3 separate regions of the Sus scrofa genome follow, and regions 2 and 3 are each linked to region 1. The links are chromatin contacts, called in public Hi-C maps. All regions are on one chromosome and are shown on one strand. The core of a region is the stretch at or near the end of the contact, and the rest is flanking DNA. Distances in the headings are between cores, read along the strand shown.

Region 1 (5,004 bases), core at 1,681-4,180:
CTTCTCTCCACCGATCGGGGAGGCCTCAGGTAGGTGCAGGCCGGTCGGGAACTCAGAGGCCTGCCTCACGGACTGCAAGGTGGGGCCTCTCTTGCCCTTGGCCGGCCGGTGGCTGGGAGGCGGCTCTGCCTGCTCGGCTGCGGCTGCCGCCGGGGAATTGCTTTCCGGAAAGCCGCGCAGAAAAGACCCCGCGCCGGCCGCAGCTCCTTTGCCCTCATCAGGGATGAATCTGTCCCCGCGCCGCGACGGAAGCCTGCTCTCTGGATGGAGAAAAAACGCACGGCCCCGCGCGAGTGGTGCGGGTTGAAACGCTTAGAGAAACGAATCGCTAGCAGCCCGACTCTCAGAAGGCTCCATTCGCTCCCCTAAAGCTGGGTTTACTTTCTTACCTGGATTTAAATATTAAGGTCTATTTGATAACGAAAAACAGGGGAAACACTTTCTGTTTGGTAGGTCGGATCCCAGCTCCAGGAGAGCGCTGGGAAAATGTCTTTAAAGACAGCTCCGCTGATTAGAAACCTGCCTTCACGTGCCCGCTCCGAGTCAAGCATCAACGAGTATGTCTGTGAATATTACCACATATAACTCAGTGCGTTGGTGTCTTTCCAGCCAAATAAGTAGAAAAACGGAGGCTCGAGAACACGCAATTAAAGAGGCCGTATTGAAAGCCTGGTTTTGCCTGGCCTTTTCGTTTTAAAACGTGGCTGCAAAAGTTAGGAAGGGAAAGAGCAGCTCAGAAACGAAAGGGGAGGTTTCAGTACCCACAGGACTTGGCCCAGAAGGTTGACTTGGGCCCAGAAAGGCCGAGGCCTTGCCGTCAGTGTCTGGACCCTCTTTGGCCCAGGAGAAGGAGCATCGCGTCCTGCCAGGACCGCTTGGACCTGGGCCGCACAAAGCCCTGGCAAGGATGAGCCTGTGGCACAGGCTCCCAGCCCTCTTGGCTGAGAACACATCCTTCCCTGGGCTCCCAGAAATCGCTCCCCACTCAGTGTGTCCAGTCGCCCCACTAGGGCAGGTTCTACTTTAAACGCCATTGCTGTCGGCGGCTCCAGCCACCCAAGTCTAGACAGACGGCGGTGGTGGCCGGTCTTTCTCTTTACATCTTGCTCTGTGTCACCCGAGGAACAATTTATTGGTCTAAGACTGTCTAATTCCACCTCTTTGATCTCCTAGCCTTCGTCTTGTTTGTTTGGTGGTCCTTTAGCTTTCTTAGGTTTTTATTTCCAGCCCCAAAGTAATGCTATTTGGAATTTTTTTTTCTTTGCCTTCTACTCTTACCGTCTCCATTCCTCAGCAGAGACAATCATTCTGGCCCTCCACAAAGGGCATCCCCGGATATTGCTGCACTATGGCCCCTATACCCCCAGGGGAAAACACCGGGCACCCACCTGCCCAACAGCCCCCTGCCTTCCCACCCACACCCCTAGGCAGTCCACTAGGCCAGAGCTGGGTTCCGTTGCATCCCAATGTGAATCGTACTGCTGCCTTTTGTGCTTCTGGGACCCCCTGAGAGGATGAGGTGAACGGGGGCCGCCTGGATCCTCTGAAAAGTGATGGGAAGTGCTTTGTACACAAGGAACCAAACTCCATAATTCCAAGGAGAATTTCCGGGGCAATTCCATTGTGAGGTCGGGTTTATGGTGTGCAATCGAGCCGAGCAGTAAAAGGCATACTGACCTGGCCGCTGGGCTTGCATCAGGGCCTGGGTCGTTTATGAGGCGTTTAGGGGAAGGGTTTACCCCCACCATCCTCCAGGGAGTGGTCCGGCGGCGAGGGCTTCAGCTGATCCAACCCTGCGCAGAGGTTGGAGGCTTGGGAAGGTAAGCTCGGTGACATGGGGCCATGGGTGGGAGAGAGTGAGACCACTTTGGGCTCCACCGTGAGCTAGTCCATGAGAAAGTGAAGCTGCTAGAGCTGGTGGCTTTTCCGAAAAGGTCCCTCTTTTGTTTAGGGGGTCTCCAAAAGAAATGGAAATCCATAGTGGGCTGCAGTCCCAAGGCACCTGGGCCCTTCGTCCTCTCCGCATTGGCTCTAATGCATGTATGGCTCCCAGGCAGCCAGGCCCATGAGGAGCTGACTGAGGCCCAGGGGTGGCCCCAGTGAAGGCTACCAGAAACCCCTCAGCACCACTGGTACCTGAAGCGGTGTGGGCCTCCAGGTGCCAACAAGCTGAGGGAAAAGAGACTGGGCTCCCCTTGAGCACAGGGGGACACCAAGGGTGGCAGGGAGGACAAAAGAGTGTCTGGCCATTTCTTAGGCTGCCAGAGGCCAGCCAGGTGCCCAGGAGCGAAGGCACAGAGCCTGCCAGCCAGCCAGGGCAGCGATACCCAGGAGGAGGGAGGGGAGCCTCATGTTAATAAATCTGCTGGCAAGTGAGGCTCATTAATAGATAAATATTTCACTGCTTCCTAGAGGGCGGGTAAACAGTGCACCACCGATTAAGGAAAGGAAGCTGAGAGACCTCGACTTTATTCCAACCACATGGTTCCAGTTTGCGGTGGCCTTCGCGCTGCAGCTGGAAGCAACCCTGTGCCTGCCCCATCTGGATCTGAGTCCTAAGTTGGCCAATGGCTCACTGGACCCGGGAGGGGATAGTCGCAGGCAAGGCGATCTGCCCAGAGCCGCGACTTGCTCCCCGGGCCACTGCGGGGCGGGCGGGTGCGCGGGGTGCGGAGACCCTCCCTGGGCTGGCAGAAAGAAGGGCAGGGAGGGCCGGCTGGCTTGGTCCAGCGTTCGGTAATAGGCTGGAGGGGACTGCGCCCCGCCGGCTCCGCGGGGCATCTGCAGGCCAGGGGTCCAAGGTGGCGTTGGCCTGAGTCCCCGCTCGGAGCTTCAGGAGTCCTTTTCCCGCGGGACGCGCCCGGCCGGCCGGGCGCGGGCAGATTCGTTAGCCACATATTTGAGCCTCTTCCCCTTCCATTCTAGGCGGCCGCGGGCCCCGCCGAGCGAGACCACCTGTGAGGGCTGCTGAGATTGGCGGACGCGGTCATGTGGGCGGTCACGTGCTGCGGAGAGCTCCGTCCAAAAGAAAATGGGGTTTGGTGTAAATCTGGGGGTGTAATGTTATCATATATCACGCTACCTCGTAAAACCGACACTGAAAGCTGCCGGACAACAAATCACAGGTCAAAATTATGAGTTCTTCGTATTATGTGAACGCGCTTTTTAGCAAATATACGGCGGGGGCTTCTCTGTTCCAAAATGCCGAGCCGACTTCTTGCTCCTTTGCGCCCAACTCGCAGAGAAGCGGCTATGGGGCGGGCGCCGGCGCCTTCCCTTCGACCGTGCCGGGCTTGTACAATGTCAACAGCCCCCTCTATCAGAGCCCCTTCGCGTCCGGCTACGGCCTGGGCGCCGATGCCTACGGCAACCTGCCCTGCGCCTCCTACGACCAAAACATCCCGGGGCTCTGCAGTGACCTCGCCAAAGGCGCCTGCGACAAGGCAGACGACGGCGCGCTGCATGGCCCGGCCGAGGCCAATTTCCGCATTTATCCATGGATGCGGTCTTCAGGTAGGCGCAGCCGCTAGGCGGGCCGGGTGGGCGAGCGGACGAGGAGCTGGAGCGCGGGGCTGGGGGCGCGGAGCGCCGAGCGAGGCGGCCGCGAGCCGGCGGCCCCGTGACTCCTGGCGGCGCTGCTTTCTGGTTTTAATTAGAGCCGAGGCGCCATAGCGTGGAGAGCCCGTAGCATTGTATGTAAATGAGGCTCATAAAACTTTTTATGGCCCAATTAATGGGTTCGATCCTCGTAAATTTATTTAACTCCATTTGCCTTGGAATTTCAACATTAAGTTTGTTTGTTCGCTGTTCTCTTCCCTGTCTCCCTCCCTCCCTTTCTTCTCTCTCCCTCCCTCCTCCTTTTCCTTTCAGCCCGGCTTTTCTTTCTCAAAAGCAGGGAAAGCCAAACCCTTTAGGGCTCCTTACCAGCCCCTGTGCCAGGGACCATTTAAAGGCGGGGATGGATGGGTGGGTGGGAGTGAAGACAGAGAACAGGAGTGCCCTGGGAAGGTCCGGGGATGGGGGCGAGGGCTGCTGGGGAGGGAAGGCACCTCGGGAGGGCTGGCCGCCCCAGAGGGTCTCCCACTTGCCTAGCAAGGCGGGGAGGCGGCCTGGCTCGCCTTTGAATGGCCAAAGCACAGTGGCTCCCACTTGCCCACACTCTATATTTACAATTTCCCTTTGTCAGGGGGAGGCAGGACATTGTGGAAGCCTAGCCGGCTGGAAAGGGCGGTTGTAAAGTTGAGATTCTGCGCCTTCCCTCCTCACGGAGCTGCCTGCGCGTCTGGCACCGCAGTTGGAGTCTTCCTCTAGCACGCCCGCTCCTCCCCCAGCTCAGTTTGGGGGCGCGGGGCGGAGGGGAACTCGCGCCTGGGTCCGGGCCGAGAGGGAGGTGCGCGCCCTGGGATGGCGGCCTGGCTCACGCACTGTCCTGTCTGTGTCCCCGTCGGCTTGTCTGTCTGCGTGCCCATGTGTCCGTCTGTGTGTTCGCAGGGCCCGACCGAAAGCGGGGCCGTCAGACCTACACCCGCTACCAGACGCTGGAGCTGGAGAAGGAGTTCCACTTCAACCGCTACCTGACGCGGCGCCGCCGCATCGAGATCGCCCACGCGCTCTGCCTCACCGAGCGCCAGATCAAGATCTGGTTCCAGAACCGCCGCATGAAGTGGAAGAAAGAGCATAAGGACGAGGGTCCAGCCGCCGCCGTCGCCCCGGAGGGCGCCGTGCCCGCCGCCGCCGCCGCCGCCGCCGCCGCCGCCAAGGCCGACGACGAGGACGACGACGAGGAGGATGAAGACGAAGAGGAGGAGGAGGAATGAGGGCCGGAGCCGGGGCCCTGGCTGCACCAGACAGTCGGGAAAGCGTCTTTGGAGACTGATTTTATTTACGCAAGTCGGAAGGAAAAAAAAGAAAATGTTAAAAAAAAAAAAAAGTCCCAACCTGCACCCAATCCATCCTATTCCCCACTCCAGCTCCCAACTTTTTTGGATTGAGCAGCCGCCTAGA
Region 2 (5,004 bases), core at 1,068-3,567, 790 kb after region 1:
ACTTAAGACACTATTAGGCCAAGTCAATAAGTATTTTAATGTAATAATTTTGTTTTTGCCCCAACTCTCCTCAGTATAACGGGGGGGGGGGGGGGGGGCGGGGGGGCGGGGGGCGGGACTGGGACTATACTATGGCTGTAACTTTCTCAACCACATAGATGCAAAGTTATAATTTTAAGGGGAAAAAGCCTGAGTTAGATCCTTACACATTTTAGGTTTTCATTAACTTACCAATGTAGTTTTATTGGAGGCCATTTTTTATTGCAGACTTGAAGAGCTATTACTAAAAAAATGCATAACAGTTAAAGAAGTTTGCAAAGACACAAAAAAAGGTAGCTAAACACAAGTTTTGTTTGGATTCCAACCCCCACCTAGTAGCTCATATTATCAGACATATATAATATGGATATTATACCAATCCATAAACAATCAGATTTAAGCTTCTGTAAATTAGTAATACACGCCTCAGAGTATATATATTAGTGTTGTAACCAAGTACCCAGAGAACCTTACTAGGGTCATTGGTACCCGAGAAAGAGTCATATAGGATTAAAAAAAGAAAAATTTTTTTTCCTAATCCAAATCCCATTTACAACCACATTCAGCAAATAGATACTGACTCAGAATCAACTGCTCAAACGATCACCATAATAAATTACTGTGAATTTTTTCTCTAGACCTCTTAACAGTCCAGAGCCGCCTAGGTAATCCCAACTTGGTTTCTTTTTAGAAACTCTCCCTTTTTCCAATCACTAGTTAAATAAACTAAGAGAAAAAAACACCCCAAAATGCTCCAATCCCATTTCGTGCCACTTCTGAAAACAAATCACCTCTTTCCGGACGTTCAGCCGCTGCCCTTAAGCCCCAGCCCCACCCGGCTTAATAAGGCCTTCGAGCCCGGCCCCCGCCCCCCACACGCGAGCGCGGGCCGCATGGTCAGCGCATCCGCGGGGAGAAACAAAGGCCGCGGCGCGGGGGCTCAAGGGCACTGCGCCACGGGGCCCGCGCCTCCCCGACCCGAAGGCGGCCTCGTAACGGAGCGCCCGCCGCTGCCTCCGGACTTCGGGCCGCACGGATGCGGGAGAATGCACAGCCCTCCCTGGAGGCCCGAGTCGCCGACCGAGTCCGGGAGAGGGAGGAGGACCCCTCATGTAGCTCCGGGATGGGGGAGGGGAGGAAGAAACGCGCTTTGTCTACAAATAAGGCAGCTGTCGCCACAGTTCTCAACCTCATAACGAGCAGTCTCGTCCCCTCGACCAACTAGAGACACCGGCCCAGCACCAGGCCCACCGCGGGGTCTCCATTCGCCTGTTTCCTTCCCGCCAGCTCCGACTCGGGGTCGGGCCGGGAAGGATGGGAAGCGGGGAACTGGGGGGAGGGTCTCTGGGGCGCAAGTGGTATCTGAAGCAAGACCACGGAGTGAAAGGTAGGGGAAAATAAAGACACCGACTTCACCGCCTCAGAGCTGCTCCGGGTCCCAGGTCTGCGGCGTCCTCGGCCCTGCGCGCCTCTAGCTCCAGCCACATCCGAGGGGGAGGGGGCTGGGGAGCTGCGCGCGGGGCCGCGCCGCTGGGGGTGGGGGGGGTGCGGGGTGGCACCGCCCACGCCAGGCGGCCGCTAGGGGCGGGGGTGAGCGCGCGCCCCGCGGGGGGGAGGGGCCGCGCGCCGCGCTTTGCCCGCCGGGAGCCCGAGCCCGAGCCCGAGCCGAAGGGTGGGTGGGGGAAGGAGGGGGTGGTGACACCGGCACTCACCGTTCGGGGCGTAGCGGCTGGTGGTCCCCAAAGGGGAGGGAAAGAGAGGGAGGAGCGGGGACTGTGACCGGAGTCTCCTCGGCGGAGGCGTTCCTGCTTTGCAGCAGCTGCACTGGCGCCAAAACAGGACTCCGCCCACTTCCTAGTCCCTGGGGTTGGGTGCCTCCAAATGCTGGTGGTGGGTGTAAAACTTGGGTGGGAGGACTCAATTAGGAACTAAGAGTTAGATTACCCTGTCCAAAGACCTCCTGAACCCGAGAGGTTGACCCCAAAAGCGTTGTCCAAGGTTAGGTAGGTGAGGCGTGAAATGTAACTTGTTGACCACAAGTCGCTTCGGGTGTTTCCGGAAGAGGCCGAGTCTGTCCTCAATTCAGGGAGGAGGAGGGAAAGCGCTGTAGAGAAGGCTACAAAGATTTTTTTTTTTAGAGACGGGGGGCGGTGGGTATTGGGATTATCAAAGCGTTGCTCTAAGGACCACCTTCCGGGTTGAGGGGCTGGACCTGAAAGCTGAGGATTAAGCTCCTCCCCACAGTGTTAATTTCAAACTGCGCGACCGTTTCTCACCTGCCCTGCGCTAAAGCTGGGCGGGGGGCGGGGACTGGACTTAATTCCGAGAGAGAAATACGCAGGGCTCGAGCCTTCCGCAATTCACAGAGCCCTTTTACGCAAGTGACGTCAAGCACCACTGTTGGCTGCGAGGAGGGAGGGGCACGTACTTGGCGCAAGGAGGTCGTAGAGCGTTCCCGCCATTGGCGGCGGTTAGGGCGTTTACGCAACGGCCTGACGTAGGGCAGGACGCGTTAGTCGGGGGGAAGGTTCTAGAAAAGCGGCGGCAGCGGCTCTAGCGGCAGTAGCAGCAGCGCCGGGTCCCGAGTGGAGGTGCTCTTAGCGGTGTTGTTTCTCGAGCAGCGGCAGTTCTCACTACAGCGCCAGGACGAGTCCGGTTCGTGTTCGTCCGCGGAGATCTCTCTCATCTCGCTCGGCTGCGGGAAATCGGGCTGAAGCGACTGAGTCCGCGATGGAGGTAACGGGTTTGAAATCAATGAGTTGTTGGAAAGGGCATGGCGAGGCCGTTGGCGCCTTATTGGAAGTCGGCCACCCGCCTCCGTGGGAGAGCGGCAGCGAAATTGGGCCACTTCAGAAGCGGTTGGTCTCGGGGTACTTTTGAAGGGGGGTCGTTAGCGGAGGCCTGATCGTTCCGCACCTTCCCCACCCTCAGGCTCCCGGCGCCATTTCCCTTTGCTGGGGGTGGGGGATGGGGAACTTCCACATGGCGGACGCAAGCCGACTTCGGTGGAAGTGGGGCGCGGAGGCGGGAATTCTTACTCCCTTTTTACAGCACGCTGGTTTGGGGACCCTGGCGTCCGCGCGTTGGAGCGTTTCGGCGGGCTGCGGGTCCTCGCGGGCGAGGCTGCGGCTTCCCCTCCCCCCCTCGCGGGAACCGGATTTGGCGGCCGCCATTTTCGTTTCTCCTCTTTCTCGCAGCGTTTTCCTTGTAACTCTCTAAATTCAGCTAGTTTGAGTCTTTTATCAAAGAGTAGAGGTGGTTCGCCGGTTTTTTCTCCTTTTCGGGCCGTTTTCATGCCGTTTCGAGGTGGATTCTGAGGGTTTGGGAGCCTGGATCTTTAAAGTCCTGCGCACCTCATTAGAGGCTCGCTGCCTTCCCCTCGATGAAATGGCGCCATTGCGTTCAGGCGCCGCACCGCAGGGCGGGGGGAGGGGCGGCGGTCGCTCGGCTTCGGAGGTAAAACGATCTAGGGTGTCGGGCCCGGGTTTGAGGCGAGCCATACGTAGTACAAAGAAAACGTTCTGTTTTTCAGCCCTTGTTCCTTTGCGTAGCGGTTTTAGCTGGGTTTGCGGCGATTAGGAAGGCGGTTACATGGCAGGAAGCTTTAGAAATGAAAAACCGAAATTCGGAGCCATCAGGGTCCTGTAGGTTATGCGGGAGGTCGTGGGGAAGGTGGTCTTCGGGGGTTGGGGGGGGGCGGTGTGCCGAAGGTTCCGAATCCTTTTAATTTCCTGAAGGCTTCCCTTATGAGGAATTGTAGAAATTACTCGGCTTTTAAGTAAGATTTTTACTGGGAAATTTTTTACGTGGTAAGCTAGAAATTAAGATGAAAGTGCAATAAAAATGATTTTAGTTGTGCTCTGCTTAAAACGTGGCTCAGCCCTTCAGTACGTGTATTGCTGTATACCGAACTGTTTTAGGCTGGGCTACTATGTATTTGAACTTTGTCACTTGCTTTTCTCATTTATGTTTGCAATCATGGTTGATAACATTGATAAGCTTAAGGTCTGAAGCGAAGGGGGTCTACCTGGGTATTTTCTTTGACCCTAAGCACGCTTATAAAATAACTTTGTTTGTAATCAATAGTGGACAGCGGGTAAGTTTGGAAATGAGGTAAGTAATGAGTTTTTCCCTTTTGTTAGTGATATGTAAAAAATTTGTAGATGTGTTTTTAATTAGATTTATTTGGGTTTAAGGAGCATTTATTGAAAATACTTGGAATAAATAAAGAATCCGAATATCAATATGCCAAGTAACCATTATAACAGACGGTTCTTAAAGTGTCTCAAGAGCTAGTTTGATAATTTCTTTATAAATTTTTCAGAATCCTGAAAGGTTAATTCTACAGGAAAAAAACCGAATGTTTATTAGTATCATGCATGGATGGAGAGAGGAACCTCTTTAGAAATGTGGGTTGAGGGTGTAGTACGATTTGCTAGGAATAAAATACCTTGCTGTGTCAGAAAGTACTTTTGACTGTTTCTTTTTCATTATACATTCTGGACATTGTAACTTCGTTTCTGAGTATTTATAGTTTTTTAATTTAACCAACTGAAAACAGTATAATGACCCAATCTTAACTGATAATCCATAATACAGAGCTTTTAATGCAAAGTATTTGCTTGCTTGTTTGAGATTTCAAGCCTAGGCTCTGTTTCTTTTCCCAATGAAAATTCGAGGTGTTATGCTGTGTTGTTTGCTAGAAGCCTAAGTTAAACATCGTGAAGTGTAAAATAAATGGTAGTGCTACGCAACTACTGGATACAGTGTTCATTTAAATATCTTTATGGTTTTTGAAAAGTGGAATGATTGCAGTCTTGTTTCTACTTTTTAATAGCTCAGTAATAGTCCAGATTCTTTCTCTGTTAGTACTTTTAGGAACAGACAGACACTATTAAATCATTCTGTCTTGGTCAGAAGAGAGAATCTTAAAGATATGTTGGTGTATATGTTGAATACTTAAAG
Region 3 (5,004 bases), core at 1,684-4,183, 640 kb after region 1:
TATCCAAGTCTTGCTGATATCAATTGTTTATCTTCACAGCCTTCCCACTGAAATAATAATACCAAAACAACTACTAGCTCGTTTTTGCACATTGAGAATGTGAAGGATAACATTAATATATTGATGTAAATTTCTAGTGTTTATCTTTATGCATATGCGCTTAAATGGAACCAAAGCTGAAGAAATCACTCCTTGACGAGATAATCACAAAACAAATCTTTGTACCAAGTACTTCATTGTTAGATCAAATCCCATTATCATTAACTAAAAAAAATTCTTTACTTTGGAATTTGGTTGGAATGGAGATGGCAAAAACAAATGGGAGAGGAGACTAGCGATCCTTTTGTTCTTGCAAGAGTCACATTGTAACATTAATTTTTATATTAAAATTAAAGTTGTTTGACTGGAAATTACGGTAATATACAAATTTAAAAACATATTTCAAGGGCAGTCAGTACCCACTTTGAGGAGTGTTTATGAAGAATAACATACTAGAAAAGGTCGATTGGGCTTTTTGGCTAAAAAGTTAATATTCAGTGCCTGTATTCTGCCTGTTACCAAAGTTCCTTTTATCAGCAGAAGGAGGCAAATGATACCCTGAAAATGTTTTAAACGTGCAACTTTGCTTATCTTCCTGTATTAATGATCCTTATGGCAGTTGTTATATTAACCTTATCACGTTGCACAGCAATAGGGGAAACCTATTGTGAGAGGAAGGAAAAGAAAAAGCACTTAGTTTAATCTTGGGACATTTTTTTTCAACCTAGCATTTTTCTGATTGTCAAGGAGAGTGAAAATGAAAGTTAGATTTTTACTGGGTTTTCTTAAAATCTCAAAGAAGAAACTAGACATTTCCAAATGGGTGATTCATTAAACATCATACACTGTGAAAATGGCACAAATTAGATTATCGACGAACTGCTCATTATGTGAACTCTCGTTTCATGGGATCCACGAAGGAGTTCTGACCAGGAGACAGTCAGTGGCTCCTGAGAAAGCCCGTTTCTCCTTCAAGGCTCTGAACTGCTCATCTGCGGATATGACATTCAAGAAATGCCACTTGCCCCTTGTAAGACTTCTATGTCCTTCTTCATACGCCTCTGTGGGGCAATTCAGAGAGGCAATTCAAAGGCTCGGTCTTTTCATCCCTTGTAACTGACAACAATACCACACCTGACCCTGAGATCCTTCTACCTTCTCATTCTCTCAAGGTGCTTGAGAAACCACCTAACTTTATGATTAAAATTAATGTTTTCATTCAACTGCAGATGCTTGAGCTCAATACACATACCAGCAGAATGAGCACCAGCCCCTTCCAGTCCTTCAGCCAGGTAATAGGCTTTTTCCCTTTTTTTTTTTTTTTTTTTTTTTTTTCATTTTCCTTTTAATTCAAAGTAGGGCTACTGATTACAAAGAGGCAGTTTGACTCCAGCAATAGGTCTTCTTCACTAATCCTCACTGTCATGGAAATTCCAGCTGCTACAAGAATAAGAGGCTCAATCCATATTTGCCAGCTCTAATATGAAATCTGTCAGAGCCCAAATTAATGAGTTCCAAATTCCTTACATCACGATAACAGGTTAAGACTGGTCAATTAATTACATAAATCCTCCCCGATTCATTGTGCGTTTGCAGCCCAGATTGTGTCTTACATTACTCCATGACACAAGGCCTTTTGGCTCCTGTTGTTCTGCAGAAAGGCCCCATTTAAGTGGAGGCTGCCTGCCACGGCAAAATGTTAAATGTCACACGTTAAATTTGCACTTTTCTGTAATTGCTTTTGTTAAAAAAAAAATTAAATTACAGCACAGGGCTCCCAGTACACCACTATGCAGAGGGCTGGGATTGTACTGAATGGATCCCAGGGCAAGCAAGCTATCTTTTACAGTTTACCCAGGTCTAATACCCAGTTTGCAGTCTCCTTTGTACCTGGTACCCAGGAGGCAGCAGAGCCCAGAACGTGCATGTTTGTAAAATAAACCAAGTTTCCCTGAGATCTGTGGCAACACAAATATATATTCGGAAGATTCCTTTATGAAAAGATTACATGCAGATTCTTTACATAGCCAGTTTCTCTTTCTACTAGTAAAAAAAATTATTAGATATATAAACCCCACTGTTAACCTAATCACCTTTTCAGGAATATGTATGGCACAAATGTGTGCAGTGTTATACTTGTGCAGGTCTTTGCGGAGGACGTTGCTATTTGTATTTCTAACTGGCACACACCTACAGAGGGAGAATAAATCATGATTAAGATCTCCAAGGACTTCAGAAATTACCTGGGGCTTAATCTTCTTAAGACATCAAAATGCACCTGGAATCACAACCAGTTAGATCTGGATTTAGAACTACAGGAGTCCAGATTCCTATGCAATCTCTCTCCATCCCACTACATTTTCCGGTGGAGTGGACCTTTTATCTACCTAGGTGTTCTGTATCGAATGAAACCCGTTCTGGTTGTGTTGCCTGCATCACCTTAATTGAGGGATGGGTGTTCTTCGAATACACAAACGAGCAGCTATGTTCCCAAGCACCGACTGGCGTGGGTTCTTTCCACTTGGGAGCCCTACCACCTCGCCACCACGCAGACAGCTAGCCAGACCCCAGATGCGGCGCGGTCCCCCGCCGACTGCCGCAGCCACCGTGCTGGCCCGGCAGCGCCCCCCTCTGTCCGCCGGCGGCCTTGCAAGGGGTCTGCCACCGGCTGCGAGCCTGTTTCTAGGGTAAAGAAAGCTCGGCCTAACCGGGTGGGGGACTTGTCTCTTCCCGCACGTACTCCTCCCCACCACCCCCCGCCCCTACGTACACACAAACACACATTAAAACCTGACCCAGGGCCGTTTCTGGACCCAGAGGCACGCGCTTCTTCCCCAGCGACCCAGCCCCGCCACCTGGCGCATCTGTCCTCTCCCTCCCCGGAAGGGGCGGCGTGGAGATTGACACGATGGCGCGCCCACCCGCGGGTTTCAGGGAGACTAGAGGAGCCAGCTAGGGTGTGAGGTGCGTGCCCAGATGAAACTTTCGGAACGCGCTCCCGGGCCCCTCCAGGCCTCGGCCACACCCTGGCCTGCGGCTCCTCGTCGACCCCTCCCGGGCCGGGCGGCGGAGCTGGGGCCGCGGCGCCGCGCGAGCATCTACAGAACAAAGACTCGGGTCCAGCCCTAGACTGGGAACCGGCGCCGCAGCCCCCCGGGTTCCGGACCCGCCTCCCTGACCCAGCCCAAGCCCGAAACCCAACCGAGCGGCGGGGCTGGCTCCGTGAACTCGAAGGCCCTGGGGGTCATCGGTATTCAAAGCTCCCCTCCCCCGCACCAAAATCAACCGCCCCCCCAGGCTCTTCTGCATATTATTTTTTATTTTTTTCTCCAGCCGCCAAGCTGTCATTCTAACGTTGGGAAGGGGGCCTCGCGGTGCCCACGTTGGAGGCAGGTGGGCAGGGGAGGGGGCGCTGCAGGTCGGTGCTGTAAATCGTGCCTCTTTGCGGTTGTTGTTCCCACTCACCACCCGCCGCCCCCCTACCCTTTTTTTCCCCCTCCTTTCTTTCCGCCGCGCAGTTGCTATGGGTTACCAGGGCGGTTGCCATGGGTTACCGAACCGAGGCCGGCTGGCTCTCTACCTGCCACCCAGTCGCCGCCGCCGCCGCCGCCGCCGCGGGCAGAGCGGCCCAGGCGGGAGGCGGCGGGAGCGCGCGTGTGCGGGCCGCGGCGCGGGGAGTGTGCGCGAGCCGGCCGGGCGCCGCAGCCAACAGGCGGCCCGGGTGCCGCCGCGGGAGCGCCGCCGCCGGTGGGGTGGGGGGGCAGAGCTATAAAGAAGGCCCAGAGGTAAGAAAGCAGCAAAAACACAACCACAAGTTATGCCCGTGCTGTGCCTCTTGCAGCAAAGACAAGCGGTGTGGGGTTTTGGATGCATCTACACTTCTCGTCGGGGGAGAAAGGGTATTTTCCTCTTTAGCATAAACCATTTGCATAGTGTCTTTAGACCAGAGTTTAAATGCAGCGGAAAATCGTAGCTTAATTTTTTTTTTTTCTCGTTTCCTCTCTATCTTTTGAAAAGAACTCTTTGGAATTGTGGAGAAAGAGAAAAGGGTCATTAACTACCAGAGTTTGCGCAGCTAAAATAAATTAGTGTCCAATGCACTGTTCATAACAATGATCTAGAAAAGTTTCCAGCAAGAGTGAAGAGCAATTGTGTCTGACTTAAAAGGGACAATGGTGACTCGTTTGTGAGATGCATACGGCAAAGAAGAGAGCCAAAATCCTTTGTAAATATTTCAAATTTAAAGAAATTATTGTTTATTTACATCCTAAGATTTCTGAACTCCATTCCACTAAAAATGTATTCATGTCTTATGACCTTTATGTGCAAAGAGAATTGTATCTATGCTTTGAATGTCAGATTGCAGTAATTAATTTCAGACAGCTTTTTGTATTTGAAAATGTGTGTGTGTGTATATATATATATAAAATAAATGTCTACAATCCCAACAAAAGCAGAAAACTGTATTGAAATAGATTGTATCCTCCATCGAAAGATGCTGCATTGTACTCAGAGGATACCTACTAAGTGATTTAAATATTAAGAGGAAAACTATTGAGAAATAGAATAAGCTCTTTATTCTTATTATGTTTTTATCTTAAAATTTTAGAGGCCTTTCTTGGAAAAGGGTCTTCCTTTAAAGCTGAAATACTGAAAACCTTTTTTTGTACCACAGTAGCTCAAAAATGATGAATCCTTAGGCACGGGAAAAAAAAAAAAAAAAAAACCATAAACTGAACTCAAAACAACATTCAATTTACTGTTGGATATAATGGTAATTGTAGTTAAGCTAAATGAATTTGTTTCAATTCTTAATAGCCATAAAAGACATTTTATTCTTTTGCCTTACAATAGTTATTGCATATCACTTGTTTGTATTTAATTATTCAGTAAAATGTGAACTAAGCATGAAAAGCTCCTGCAAGGTATTTACTATCTTAAGGGACATAACTACTTAAAGACTAA

What was found. Hi-C and Micro-C count contacts between places; a contact is called where the count stands out from the background.
Region 2: a contact with region 1 is called in a Hi-C map of embryonic fibroblasts, with 6 times the contacts expected there. The contact joins the promoter of HNRNPA2B1 here to the promoter of HOXA7 in region 1. A contact is called at or near these places in 2 of 5 promoter capture datasets (fetal liver and fetal skeletal muscle), 8 of 47 Hi-C or Micro-C datasets (embryonic fibroblasts, fetal skeletal muscle, fibroblasts and 3 more) and 1 of 2 datasets of contacts at active chromatin or transcription factors (skeletal muscle).
Region 3: a Hi-C map of retroperitoneal adipose tissue shows a contact between it and region 1, with 3 times the contacts expected there. The contact joins the enhancer-like site here to the promoter of HOXA7 in region 1. A contact is called at or near these places in 2 of 5 promoter capture datasets (fetal skeletal muscle and liver), 25 of 47 Hi-C or Micro-C datasets (alveolar macrophages, blood, brain and 14 more) and 2 of 2 datasets of contacts at active chromatin or transcription factors (alveolar macrophages and skeletal muscle).

What each region holds. Positions count from the first base shown.
Region 1 is chr18:45,414,207-45,419,210 of Sscrofa11.1, forward strand. HOXA7 (homeobox protein Hox-A7) reads left to right here and starts at 2,931. Exons shown (of 2, transcript XM_021079046.1): 1 at 2,931-3,513; 2 at 4,492-4,907. The coding sequence starts at 3,135. The coding sequence ends at 4,817. LOC106506841 (a long non-coding RNA gene) reads right to left here and starts at 482. Exons shown (of 3, transcript XR_002340419.1): 1 at 390-482; 2 at 1-260. It overlaps LOC110257591 (a long non-coding RNA gene), which reads right to left. Exons shown (of 4, transcript XR_002340415.1): 4 at 4,858-4,872.
Region 2 is chr18:46,202,847-46,207,850 of Sscrofa11.1, forward strand. HNRNPA2B1 (heterogeneous nuclear ribonucleoproteins A2/B1) reads left to right here and starts at 2,318. Exons shown (of 13, transcript XR_002340389.1): 1 at 2,318-2,775. It overlaps CBX3 (chromobox protein homolog 3), which reads right to left and starts at 2,268. Exons shown (of 5, transcript XM_021078986.1): 1 at 1,752-2,268.
Region 3 is chr18:46,058,923-46,063,926 of Sscrofa11.1, forward strand. No RefSeq gene overlaps it. Among named protein-coding and RNA genes, the nearest start is that of SNX10, 82 kb to the right of the region's middle. Within about 2 kb of position 2,934, at least 40 of the 83 cell types and tissues checked have an H3K27ac peak or open chromatin away from gene starts, as enhancers often do. A contact at or near this core is called in alveolar macrophages, brain, epiblast stem cells and 5 more, where this site is marked.